Linked DNA regions of Mus musculus: all the other regions are linked to region 1. The links are chromatin contacts, called in public ChIA-PET, HiChIP or PLAC-seq and promoter capture Hi-C maps. All regions are on one chromosome and are shown on one strand. The core of a region is the stretch at or near the end of the contact, and the rest is flanking DNA. Distances in the headings are between cores, read along the strand shown. Region 1 holds the start of Furin (furin (paired basic amino acid cleaving enzyme)). Region 2 overlaps Crtc3 (CREB regulated transcription coactivator 3). Region 3 holds the start of Sema4b (sema domain, immunoglobulin domain (Ig), transmembrane domain (TM) and short cytoplasmic domain, (semaphorin) 4B). Region 4 holds the start of Ngrn (neugrin, neurite outgrowth associated).

The links. ChIA-PET counts read pairs in DNA pulled down with a chosen protein or histone mark. HiChIP or PLAC-seq counts read pairs in DNA pulled down with a chosen protein or histone mark. Capture Hi-C pulls out chosen DNA fragments and counts their contacts.
Region 2: a contact with region 1 is called in an H3K4me3 HiChIP or PLAC-seq map of bone marrow-derived macrophages, with 3 times the contacts expected there. The contact joins the enhancer-like site here to the promoter of Furin in region 1. A contact is called at or near these places in 6 of 39 promoter capture datasets (the C10 cell line, the HPC-7 cell line, cranial neural crest and 2 more), 1 of 484 Hi-C or Micro-C datasets (beige adipocytes), 7 of 115 datasets of contacts at active chromatin or transcription factors (bone marrow-derived macrophages, effector CD8 T cells, embryonic stem cells and 3 more) and 4 of 9 other capture datasets (adipose tissue, embryonic stem cells, liver and 1 more).
Region 3: a promoter capture Hi-C map of liver shows a contact between it and region 1. The contact joins the promoter of Sema4b here to the promoter of Furin in region 1. A contact is called at or near these places in 1 of 484 Hi-C or Micro-C datasets (embryonic stem cells), 1 of 115 datasets of contacts at active chromatin or transcription factors (pancreatic cancer cells) and 2 of 9 other capture datasets (liver and pancreatic islet).
Region 4: a contact with region 1 is called in an RNA polymerase II ChIA-PET map of memory CD8 T cells, with 93 read pairs. The contact joins the promoter of Ngrn here to the promoter of Furin in region 1. A contact is called at or near these places in 3 of 115 datasets of contacts at active chromatin or transcription factors (effector CD8 T cells, memory CD8 T cells and pancreatic cancer cells) and 2 of 9 other capture datasets (adipose tissue and pancreatic islet).

The regions. Positions count from the first base shown.
Region 1 is chr7:80,401,323-80,404,225 of GRCm38.p6, reverse strand. Furin (furin (paired basic amino acid cleaving enzyme)) reads left to right here and starts at 1,414. Exons shown (of 16, transcript NM_011046.3): 1 at 1,414-1,696.
Region 2 is chr7:80,638,513-80,641,415 of GRCm38.p6, reverse strand. All of the region lies in intron 2 of Crtc3 (CREB regulated transcription coactivator 3), which reads left to right. Gm15880 (predicted gene 15880) reads right to left here. Exons shown (of 5, transcript NR_040343.1): 3 at 2,456-2,666; 4 at 1,768-1,854. Among named protein-coding and RNA genes, the nearest start is that of Gm15880, 3.9 kb to the right of the region's middle. Within about 2 kb of position 1,380, at least 103 of the 459 cell types and tissues checked have an H3K27ac peak or open chromatin away from gene starts, as enhancers often do. A contact at or near this core is called in the HPC-7 cell line, bone marrow-derived macrophages and pancreatic islet, where this site is marked.
Region 3 is chr7:80,197,178-80,200,080 of GRCm38.p6, reverse strand. It overlaps Sema4b (sema domain, immunoglobulin domain (Ig), transmembrane domain (TM) and short cytoplasmic domain, (semaphorin) 4B), which reads right to left and starts at 1,493. Exons shown (of 14, transcript NM_001360135.2): 1 at 1,311-1,493. The coding sequence starts at 1,428.
Region 4 is chr7:80,259,836-80,262,738 of GRCm38.p6, reverse strand. Ngrn (neugrin, neurite outgrowth associated) reads right to left here and starts at 1,524. Exons shown (of 3, transcript NM_031375.4): 1 at 1,316-1,524; 2 at 808-918. The coding sequence starts at 1,479. It overlaps Ttll13 (tubulin tyrosine ligase-like family, member 13), which reads right to left. Exons shown (of 15, transcript NM_177765.3): 15 at 1,918-2,410. The coding sequence ends at 2,214.

The DNA.
Region 1 (2,903 bases), core at 165-2,664:
CCTGCCTCAGTCTCACCACAAGAGTATTGTTCTCCCAAATGTGCATGTGGTGGTGCTGGTGGGGGCTACCCCACAGTGGTCCCCACAGGTCTTAGCTCCTTCTAAGGGAAAGCCCCCAATCTGGGAGGAACCAGACTTTTAGAGACCCCATGTCTGCAGTGTTTTAACGGATGCTCAAATAACAGATTCAGTTAACTTCATACACATCTCCATTTTCAGAGGGATAAATCGGGGCTCTGAGAATTTAAGGTTCGAAATAATGCAAAATAGTACCGCAAGGATTTGAGCCCAACTTTCCTGGACGACTTTCCACACAAATGATACGTGTGTATGTGTGTATGTGTACTACTTTGAGGGTTTTGAGGCAAAGTCTCATGTGGCCAGGTTATCTCACAGAGAGCAAGAAGGGATGTGCAGAGGCCGCTGGCGACCTTGGAACAACCCAGCCTGGGAAGATCTTGGCCCGGTTCCCCTCTTCTTTCTCAGCTCGAGCAGAATGTCAACCTTCCGCCAAGTAGCACAGCCGTTTTCTAGGGCAGGAACCCAGGGAGGGAAGGGCTCTGGCTGGTATACTGTAAGTAGCTTGGAGTGAAACGCTGCCAAGTCTGAGGCCTGCTAAGTTGTGTAGCTTAAGGAAAATTATTTAAACTTTGTGTGCCTCAGTTTCCTTATCTGTAAAGTGGGATTAATAATGTCATCCTGAGCGGATTATGTGGATTAAGGAATGTACATAAGGAGAAGATAGGGTGAACTGATTGGCCCAGTGCCTAGCTCTCCGTTGTTGCAGGGGGAAAAAAAAGTATTGGGAAAAAAAAAAAACCATAAAAGGAGGTGGGCTATTTCTGTTTATCCACCTGTCTCTACAAAAGCAAATAAAACTGTGACTCCTCTAACTGGAGGCACGAGGGCTGCCCTGCCGCTGTGAGATCCGACCTGAGAGTGGAGTTGCCCCAGGTCCGCCATCCCAGGGCGCTTCCCTTGACTATCCCCAAACTCAAAACTCGGGACCCAGGAACCTCGGGCAAGGCAGGGCCAGCTTGGACTCTCCCCAAACCCCCCGACCCTCGGCCCTTCCCTCGCCATCTCGCCCGCGGGCTCCCAGTCCGGGTCTCCGAAACCATCTGCCCGGGAGTTTGCGGGGCCAAGAGCCTAACGCGGTGCGGACCGAGGGGCCTGGGGTGGCGCGCAGGGACCACGCTCCCTACCCGCCCCGCTGGCAGCCGCAGACAGGGCGCCCCGAGAACGCAGGGCCCGCCGCGTGGAGCTCTCTGAACACCGGCCGGGCCCGGCCGGGCCCGGCCTGACCCGACCCGGGCGGCGAACGGGCCGGGCCGGCTGCGGCCGCCGAGCGCGGAGGTGGCGCCGCGAGGGGGAGGGGCGCGGCGCGGAGGAGGAGGAGCCCGGGCCGCCGCCGCCGCCGCCGCCGCTGTGACAGCGGCCCGAGTAAACAAGCCGCGCCGCCGCGGCCGGGCCGCTGCCCCCCGCCCGCGCCCGAGCCCAGGCCGAGCCTTGCCCTGGTCGCCGGCCGGGCCGAGGCCGCGCCGCCGCGCCTCCCCGCCTGCGCGCCGTGACGCCGCTGCCGGGCGCGGGGACCGCCGGAGCCAGGCCCCCGCCGCCGGGCTCCGTGCTCGGCCGAGGGGTACCCGAGCGGCCGCGGCGCTCGTCCGGAAAAGTTTCCCCGCCCGGGCTCCCCAGGGTAAGCGGCGAGGGCGCGCGGCCCGGGGCCGGGGAGGCGGCGCGCTGGGGAACCGGGCCCGGAGCGGGCGGGGGAGCGCGGAGCCGGGCGGCGCAGCCCCGGGCCTCGCCGGCCGCCGGGCTCTGGTCGCGGATTCTCGGCCGCCGCGGCGGGAGGACGGGAGCCGCGCAGCCCACCTGAGCGCCGGGCTTGGGCCCGCGCCGGTACTTTTCCGCTGGGGCCGGGGCGAGCCCTATGACCTCAGGAAGCGCCGGCGGGGCCCCTGCTGGGGCGGGCTAGGCAGAGCATTCCTCGGACTCTGGGTGCTCCCGCCTGCCCGCGGTCCTCCGTGGCCCCGGCGGCCGGGGCCTGCGCCTGGTGGGGCGCGCTCCCGGGAGGGCACGGGGTCCTCGGCCGCCTGGCACACCTGTACGGCCGGAGCGGTCGGGGGCGGATTTCGCGTGCGCGCACAGGCCGGCTTGGGGGAGGCTCGCTCCGGGCTGCCTCCTGCCGAGGCCTGGCCGAGGCCCCTGCTGCCCCCATCCATCGGGTGGCTAGCCGAGGGGCGGCCTGCTTGCCATACAGGTCTGACAGCAGACACTAGTCTGCTCGGTGCCGCCGTTCCCACCGCCCCAGGGCTTTGCGCCTAGGGGAAGTGGACTTTCATCTCTCTGAAGCACTGGGATTCTCTCTGACTTGGGAAGTGCCAAGACGACGCAGGTGATGTGGCCCAGTGAGGGCATGTGGCTGCTGGCCAGGTGTGGACATAGAAAAGGAGGGTGGGCGAGCAGATTAGGTGTGTGTTTCCTGTTTTGGGCTTCTATCTAAAATTTGTATTTTTTTAAAAAGAGGATCCTATGGCTTAAAAAAAGTTTGAAAGCCTCTGTCCTAATAGTTTTTAACCACCAAGGAAACTGAGGCCCAGAGAGTGGAAATGACTTGTGTAAGTAGTTGAGCAGGGACTAGGAGTTAAAATTTCCTGGGAGGTGCCTGTAACAGGACCTGCCTTGGGGTCTCTGCTGGAAAGAGAGACCTGATTGGGTTTCCCAGCAGTCTTTGGTGGCTTGCTCTGTGGCTGCCTCAGCTGGGTCTCCAGGTCCTAGAAACAGCAGCCACACCTGGGGGTAAGTGCCCGTCTTATGCCTGGAATGGTTGTGGTTATCTCTGTCTGTAGGTTCTAGGGAGAGACAGAAAGGCTTTGCCTAAGAAAAGAGCTAGGACAGTACTA
Region 2 (2,903 bases), core at 131-2,630, 240 kb before region 1:
GTGGAATCAGCCCAGGGATTTAGTGAAAGAGTGAGAATGTTTAAAGAGCAAGACCAACAAGGTAGCCCAGCTGTTAAAGGATTGCTGCCATGCCTGATGATTGAGTTCAGTCAGCAGAACACGCATGGTGGAAGGAGAGACCTGAGTCCTGAAAGTGCTCTGACCACTACACGTGGGCTGTGGCATGTGTGCTGCCCTCCACACTACCCTGTCCTACCTTCACATAAAAGTAAATACCTATTTTTAAAAAAGTAACATTAAAAAGCAATTGCTGAGGACATGGACTCAGCTCAGTAGCAGGACCCTGAGTTTAATCCCTAGTATTGAAAAAAAAATTAAAAAATAAAAAGTGGGTTGGAGTAATTCAGTAAACCCAGGAAGACGTGGGTTCAATCCCCGGAACACTCATAAAAGCCAGGTGTGCTGTGCTTGTAATCTGGGCCCTGAAGAGCTGGAGTCACTGGCCAGTCTGCTTAGCAAGTTCCAGAGCAGTGAGAAAGTCTTTCAGAAAAGAGCGGTAATGGACCAGAGGTGCCTCCTCACATGCACACACAGCTGCATCAGTCCATATACATTATAGCCAGCTGTAATGTATACCATGTTACTATCCGTGCTAAAAGAGAAGAGTAGAAGTAAGGTCCGCTCCCACTTGCTGTGCTTACACAGTCGTTCATTGAAGGGCTCATGCAGCCATTACCCTGGCTGTCTATCAGGAAGCAAGAAGGGGAAATGGGATCAGCGGTGTCTCACACTCTCAATCTTTATATTTTTCATTTGTTGAGAGTGTGAATAAATACTTATTTTCTTTTTGAAACAGTGTCTCGTGTAGCTCAGACTGCCTTCAGTTTGCTGTGCAATTGAGGATGACCTTGAACTGTTTTGGGGTCCACCTCCTACCTCTGTGTGCTGGGAGTACAGCTGTGTGACCACCATGCCCTGTTACGGGGTGCTGAGATGGAACCAAGCTTTGTACATGCCAGGCCTGCACTTTACCGCCTGAGCTGTCTTCCCAGCTGTGGACCAGGATTTTCCCAGTTACTCTTGACCCTAAGTGCCCCTGACTTGTCTGTTCAGCAGCTAAGAAACAAACCCTTGCTTTTAGTCTGAGAGAACTTTGCCTTTATTTGACTCTGCCTACTGGGACCAGCATCCTCCGGGAAGCATTTCTGCATCCCTGGGTCAGGGAGGAGGTGTGCATGCCATCTGCTGCACCTGGTCCTCTGCTTCAGCTTCAGCTTCAGCGAATGGGCTTTAAGGTTGGCTTATAGCCCCAGAAAGAAGAGCAAGCCAAGGTTAGCATCCTCATTAAGCTGACACTCACCCTGGCTCTCTCCACAGCCCAGCTATGACACAAACCAGTGACAGTCAGTGCGTCAGCTTGTCACCCCATCACTATTACAAATGATTCCCAGAAACTATAAAACCTCAAATATTCCCCCAAGTAAGCAGAAGTAAGAAACACAGAAAGTCAAAGTGGGGGACAGGGTTCTAGCTTCCTCATTTCATTCCAGTGTTGGAACAAATGGTGAAATGGTTGCACGGATTAGCGCACTTTATATATGTCACACAGGTTAGCACACTTTATATATGTCACACAGGTTAGCACACTTTATATAAGTCACAAGGGTTATAGCACACTTTATATATGTCACAAGGGTTAGCATACTTTATATACGTTACAAGGGTTAGCACACATCATGTTCTTCGTTCCATGCTGATTGTGACTTTCACTTGAAGCATCAGATGAAATAATAATAATAAAATCACCTCAGAGCATTCAGATCCTGGATGAGGGAATAAAGTTCAGGGGCAGAGTCCTTGCCTAAAACTTGTACTGAGACCCTGGTGTCCCCACTGTCACAAAGAAGAGAAAGGAAAACAGCTCATTATATAAACAAAGACATTGAAGTTCCACAAATATACCAGCTCCACTCTCCGCCATTTCTCTGTACCCATTTTCAGTGTAGCAAGCAAAGTAGATGGTCTGCCCCCCGAGGGCTGTGTTAGGGAGGACACCGCGTCAGCACTCAGCTTTCCCTCATGAAAATCCCTGGGTGCTAGATGTTTCAACCCAGACTGGGGGCCTTATACACCACTGTTCTGTGGTCTGGACGGTCACTGCTAGTGAGCCTGTGAGAAGTCAGTGAAGGGTCACTTGTCAGCTTTCCTTACGGTGGCTCAGGAGCTCCTAAAGTCTGTGGGCTGGACTGTGTGACAAGTGAAGCCAGTTGTACTGGGCTCGGTTCTCCCTTCCACGTGGAGGCAGAAGCCGGGGCTTCAGATAGGAGGCAACTCCGTCCAGGTCCTACACGTTTGCCTATTTGGCAAAGATTTCAAACCAATTTAACTCAGCTATAAGTAAGCAACCAGATCCAGTTTTGGTTAAATGGAGAATTCAGGAAAGAGGGAAGGAGGAAAGAAGGAAGGGGAAAAAAAAATTAAAACAGAAACTTACATTCCCAAAAGAATCTGGTTCTCCAGACCTGTTCTCTCTGGGTAGCTTGGTTCCTCGTGGGGACAACTGACTGTAAATCTTTAGCAGCCTGTCATCTGAGCAGATGCCCTCCGGAGACAGGGACTGCTTTGAGGACACTGCAGCTGGGCTAGAAGCTGTTTAACAGAGGACCGCACTCTGAGGATATAGTATATCCTCATGTCCATGGGCCCTGGAGGAGGCAAGATAGCTGATGGTAAGGGTGCTTTGCGTGTGGGTTGGCTGCCCTAAACAGTCATCACAAGTTGTAGTGACTTGTGTGTCTCACGAATCACAAGCAAGCAGCCGGGCGAGGACAGTATCCGATGCTCTTAAACCAAAACAGGATGCGAGGGTTACAGGGTTTTATTTAGCCCAATATCTGTATTTAGAATGATCATGTGCTACATTAGCTGACTGTTCCAGACTG
Region 3 (2,903 bases), core at 244-2,743, 200 kb after region 1:
CCCACAGCGAACCACCCAGTTCCATGCAGGAGTGGTCCGAGTTTAACATAACAAGAATGACAGCAAACACCCGCTGAGAGGTTTCTGTACCAAGCCCTATCCTAAGGACTTTGCAACTGGTAATGAGCTGCGCCTTGAGCAAGGCGCTAATATCCCATTTTACAGATGAAGAAATCAAGGCACAGAGAAGTTGTTTACTTAAGGTCATGTGGGAACTAAGTGGCTGAGACAGGATTTGAACTTGAGCTACCAACAATGTTTTGGATAAGGGACTGAGATCCTGTTAGGGGCCTTAACTGAAGAGCTGATTCTATCCTTTTGCAAATGGGATGCTTTTAGGGGTGGGGATGCAAATATGGAGTAGGAAGTCTGGTAGAGTTTTAGTCTGTAACCTCTAATTTATGCACTAACTCACAGTGACAGTTTGCAATTTAGAGGGGTTTGGCCAAACATTGTCTGTTGGCACCTATGTGCCTGATGCCCTCCGAATGCACCAAGTTTTATGAATTTCCCAAGATGACTTTGCAAGGTATCTAAGCCTGAGGCGACTTTGCAGGGGAGGAAGCTGGAGTGCGGGCAGTAGGAAGTACTTACTGGGCTAAGTCCCTAGAATTCCAAACGTTGAGGTTCCCTGGAAAAGGTTCAGGGGCGATCAGACTAAGGGAAGTAAAGAATGAGTGGAGGATTGGAAACACAGGCAGCCAGGGGCAGCTGTAAACCACCAAAAAAGGAATGTGGCCCACCAGGGTGATACCCTCAGGCCCCTCTAGACAGGGTACAGATGGGTCTTCGCAATGTCAGTTTCCAAGTCCCTGTGTTTGGAGTAGGGGGTGAATTCTCCAGGTCGATCAGTCAGAGATGGGCCGGCAGGGAGGAAAGACCTGGCACCCACCCGCCAAACTCCAGGCTCTGCTGTGGCTGACTGAGAATATCATAAGCCCAGAGTTTATAGCACGGCCAGCAGCAGTGCCCTCAGCCCCGTGCCGTTGGTGGCTCCAAGGCTGACTCTGGTCAGCATCAAAGACAAGTAAATGAGTAGGCAGGATGGCTGGCACCTGAGGCCCCTAGTGCCGAGTGTGCTCCCTCCGAGCAAGAGCAGCTGCAACCGAGCAAGAAAGCGGCCCTCTCCAAGTCCAGATAGAAAATGGAAGAAAAGGGCTCTCAGCTCCCTAGCTTTCCCTCCTCTTTCGCTTTGACCACAACTGCTTTCCTGGTCCTAGTGGACCTCAACCTCTCCTTTGTCGTGGCCACCCCACCAAGCATCTCGTTGCCCGCGCTCCCCTCCTTCTGCCGCGCCCCATAGCACTTACCCAGCGGCACACTGATCCGGGGGCCGAGCGCCCGCGTAGTCGTCGTCCGCAGCAGCAGCAGTAGCAGCAGCAGCAGCAGCGCGCGCCGCAGGACAGCGGAGCGGCTCGCCCGGCCCATCGCGGCGCGTGGAGCTCGGACCGCAGCAGGCAGCGGCGTCCTCCTCCGGCTCAGGTTGCTCAAGTGGAATCGCAGGCTGGAGCCCCGCCCCGCGGTTCGGCCCGGAGTCCTTCCCTCGGCCTCCGCCTCTGGACCTGGGGGTGGGCGGCAGGGAAGGTGGTCACGTGGGCCGCCGCACCGTAGGCTCCCTCTGCCCAGTGCTGCGGGTGAAAGCCCCGCGCTCTCGCCGCAGGGAGGAGGGCGCGGAGCAGGAAGTCGACGGGTAGGCGGGCCTCCTAGCTGGTCCTTGCCCAGCTCTTTCCCCTTCCTCCTTCCTGGGCGCTGAAGTACGAGGGGCGCTGGATCGAGTCACCCGACTTGGGGCACTGGGGGGGAGGGGGAGCGGAGCAGAGCCTGGGGACCTGAAGCCCGGAGACCGAGGAGCTCGCAAAGCCGCACGGACCCGCCCTCCTTCCGGCTCCCGGGAACCCTGCCCCACATGCCCCCTACCTACCCCCACCCCCGCTCTGGGAGCTGTGCAGACTCTGAGACGGAGACTGGTAGCTTTCCAGTCTTACTTCCGCGAGAGGTCTATGCATGGTCTAGAATCTAGATACTCTGCTCGGTTGTCCATGCTTAGAATTCTGTCCACGCGAAGCCCGGGGCCGGCGCAGAATCAGTTCAAGTGGGATAATTAGGATTTCACGGACTGCACTGCCAAAGAGGCTAGACCTTCCCCCCCACAACCAGCACGTGGCTGAGCATAGGAAAGGATTCCCTAAGGCTGGAATGAGACGCCAGAGGTATCCACCCGCAGGTACCCCAATCTGAAGTCAATTTGGTGGAGCCACAGCAAAGGAATAGAGGGAAATAAAGAGGGGGAGATCAACAAAGACATCAAGGTTTTGGAAACCCGTTTCAGCTTTTCCTAGGTGAATGGATAAAATTAAAAACTTAAAAATATGTGTTCATTGTTCTTGTGGCAATGAAACCACTTCCCCCAGACTTTTCTGCAGTTGTCGAAGCTACACTGCACTCGCTGCTGCCCATGTGTGCCCATGTGGGCAGTTCCAGAGCCACATCTTTCTACTCTCCTCCCCACCCCCACAGGCAGGTGGCAGTCAGAGCAGACAAGCTCTTGGATGGTCTCAGGTCTTCTTTCTTACATCCAGACTTCCCCATGCTCCACAACTCCTGTACTGTCACCACCCTGACATCCTTCTACAGTCTCGTGTCTTTTCTCATATGCCACATGTCCAATTGCACTGGTTAACCCATCATCTGAAATGTACTGTTTCTGCTCTAACTGCTGCTTCCTTTCCTCCTGTTAATCTCTTCTCAAACACAGTAGACAGAGTCTACTCCACAAGCTGTGACCTCTGACCTGTGTGTTTGTGTGTGTAACATAAAATATATATGCAGGCAAAACACCAATGCACATGAAATAAATAGCACTTTAAATACTGTTTCAAGGTCAGGCCTGTAGCCCAGGCCTT
Region 4 (2,903 bases), core at 275-2,774, 140 kb after region 1:
TGTAAGTCATCATGTGGTTGCTGGGAATTGAACTCAGGACTTTTTTTTTTTTTTTGAGACAGGGTTTCTCTGTGTAGCCCTGGCTGTCCTGGAACTCACTCTGTAGACCAGGCTGGCCTCGAACTCAGAAATCTGCCTGCCTCTGCCTCCCAAGTGCTGGGACTAAAGGCATGCGCCACCATGTCCAGCTAACTCAGGACCTTTTGAATAGCAGTCAGTGCTCTTAGCCACTGAGCCACTGAGCCATCTTTCCAGCCCCCTTAAAGAAAATTCGTTTCAGACGCCTTTCAAGTAAGAGTAGTGACTCATACACAGTGTAATCCCTGAACTTGGGAGGCAGAGTCAGAATTGCCCCAAGAATTCCAGGCTAACCTGGTCTACAGAGCGGTCTTGTCAATAAATAAACAAATACATAAATAAAATAAAAATCCAGGAGCGTTGGTACATACTTTTAATCTCAATTACAAAACTCAGATGGCAGAGGCAGGAAGACAAGAGTTCAAAGCTATCCTTGTCTACAGTGTCCTGGAGGTCAGCTGGCTACATGAGGTTGCCTCAAAAGAAGAGCTTTCCAAACTTCAATCAACTGTCCATAATGTACCTACCAAGCTAGGTATGTCCTTAGGAGGTGATGACCTCAGTGGACCATAAGCAAGTCCCTGTGCTGATCCCAGCATCGCAAAACAAACAAAATTCTGGACAGGTTTAGGAAGTTCCTTATTATGACGCTTTCTATTTTAAAGGCAATAATACTAAATACTTAAAATCCCCCAAAAGGTAAATCCCATTTTGTAAGCAACGTCTCACCGGATCTGCTCCATGGCTTCCCACGTCAGTGTTCTGGGTGGTGCACCTGGAGCCTCCATTTGCCTTCGTATTTTCTGGAATCGCATTGCTTTTTTCTGACGTTTCAAAGCGCTGGGGGAAAGAACCAATGGCAAAAGCCGAGCTTGGAAGCAAGACTAGTGTTTCAAAAAGCATCCAACTAAATCTTGGAGAGCTCAGCCCTCTCGTCTGACCGCATGTCTGCCAGGTTAAAGCACTCTGGGTGCACTGCCCCCAGAAACCTAACACCTACAGCACCTGAACGTAAGCATGCCGAACTCTCTAACGGGTGATGAAACACGTCACTAAGCAACGGGACCTAGGGTGTCAAGGGAGCTGATCACTTGCCCCTGTGCCCTAGACAACGGATGAGAAGAAACTAGAGCCTGTGCAGACGCGGCTGCCGGACGCCCGGAGCTGGGGGGGGGCGCATGGAACGCCGGGGCGCGAAGCCTAACTCCAGGCTGAGGGCTCGCCACGAAGCAGGTACCTCTCCACCTCCTGGAGCTCCCGCTCCTCCGGCTCCCAGTCGGAATCGGGGTCCGGCTCGCAGCTGACAGAACCCGGGCCCGCCATGACCTGGGACGCGAACCCACAGCGAGCGAGAGAGGTGCGGACACGACCGCCCAAAAAGAGGCTCAGAGAGAGCGCCATTGCGACGCGAGGTGGTATCTACAGCTCGCGACCGGAAAGCACCGGAAGTGGGAGGGCGAACCCGGAAGCAGAAAGGAATAACCGGAAGTTAGACGGTATCCTACGCTTTTCGTTTCCTGGGTGGGCGGGGGCTGTCCTTGTATTGTCCAGTTACCCACCCTTTCCTGCTGATTTTGGTTTTGTGGTGCTGGGGAGCCAAGCTAGGGCCTTGTACATGCTAGGCAAGCTACTGCCACTGAGCTATCTCCCTAGCCATTAAAAAGGAAAAAATGTTTGAAACGGTCTAAATTGTCCTAGCCTTAAATTCATCATCTTGTCTCAACTTCCTAAGTAATTGGAACTACAGGCCTTAGTCACCAGGCTGGGCTGGGCGTCCCTGCTGTAACTATGAGAAGAGCTTGCCTCAGACGGGAGGATCGAAAGGAGGTACAGCACGCGCCTGGAAAACGACATAAACTTTAATAAAAAGACGGGTTCAGTTGCCCAGAGCCGCCCCTCTGGCACAGGCTGCCCAGGCCTGCCTGATTCTGCCACTGTGGCAGGAAGGGCGTACCCTCAGCAATCTTCTGATGGCGACTACACCGTAGTCGCTTTTGACTCCTCCGGGAAAGGAATTCCTTGTTGCCCAGTGACCTCCAGCCCCAAGCCATACCCAGGGTTCAGACCCATCGCTTAGGGATAAACTCAGCCTAAGGCTTGGTGAGCAGCGATGCATACAAGCTGGCCTTAGCTCTTCATCTTTTAGTCTTTACCGATCCCCAAAGAATCTTAGAATGTTGAAGAACTCTTGGTGTCTCCGTGTTTTTTGCCTTTTGCAAACAAAGGTCCTGGCCAGAGCTTTTCAATCTGGAACTTGTTGGCAGTCTTTCAATTAGCAAAGATTGAAGACCATTTGCTGTTTTGGTTGAGTGCTGGGCTTTCCTTCTTTTACCTGTGTTGGATGATGTTGAGGAGTGGGCTGGAATGCTGCAGTACTGGTGCAGAGGCAGGGCATAGGGGAAGATCCCCAGCCTTGCTTCCTCTGTGTTCAGAGTTTACCATGGAGGGCAAGGTGCAGCATTCAGTCCATGAGCCATTTTCCTGTCTTTTGGGCTGCAGAAGATAGCCCTGCCTTGGGGTTAGAGTGGGTGGCACTGATCCTGACAGGGCTCTGTTTATGGCTTCTAGCCTTCTGCTGGCTTGGCCTTCTGCAGTAGAGACATGGACCCCCACTAAGTTGTAGTACCCACAAAAGAGATGTTCTCACCTCTTTCCCATCTGTGCTCCAGTAACACACAAGACTGGCATCCCATGCTTCCCTCTAGCATCTCTACCACACTGGATCTTAATTAGCCTGTTTACATGTCCATTTCCCTGTTAACCTTGGTTGAGGGCTGGAATTGGTCTGTCATCTCTATCACCAGGGTCACTAGATAGAAGCAAGT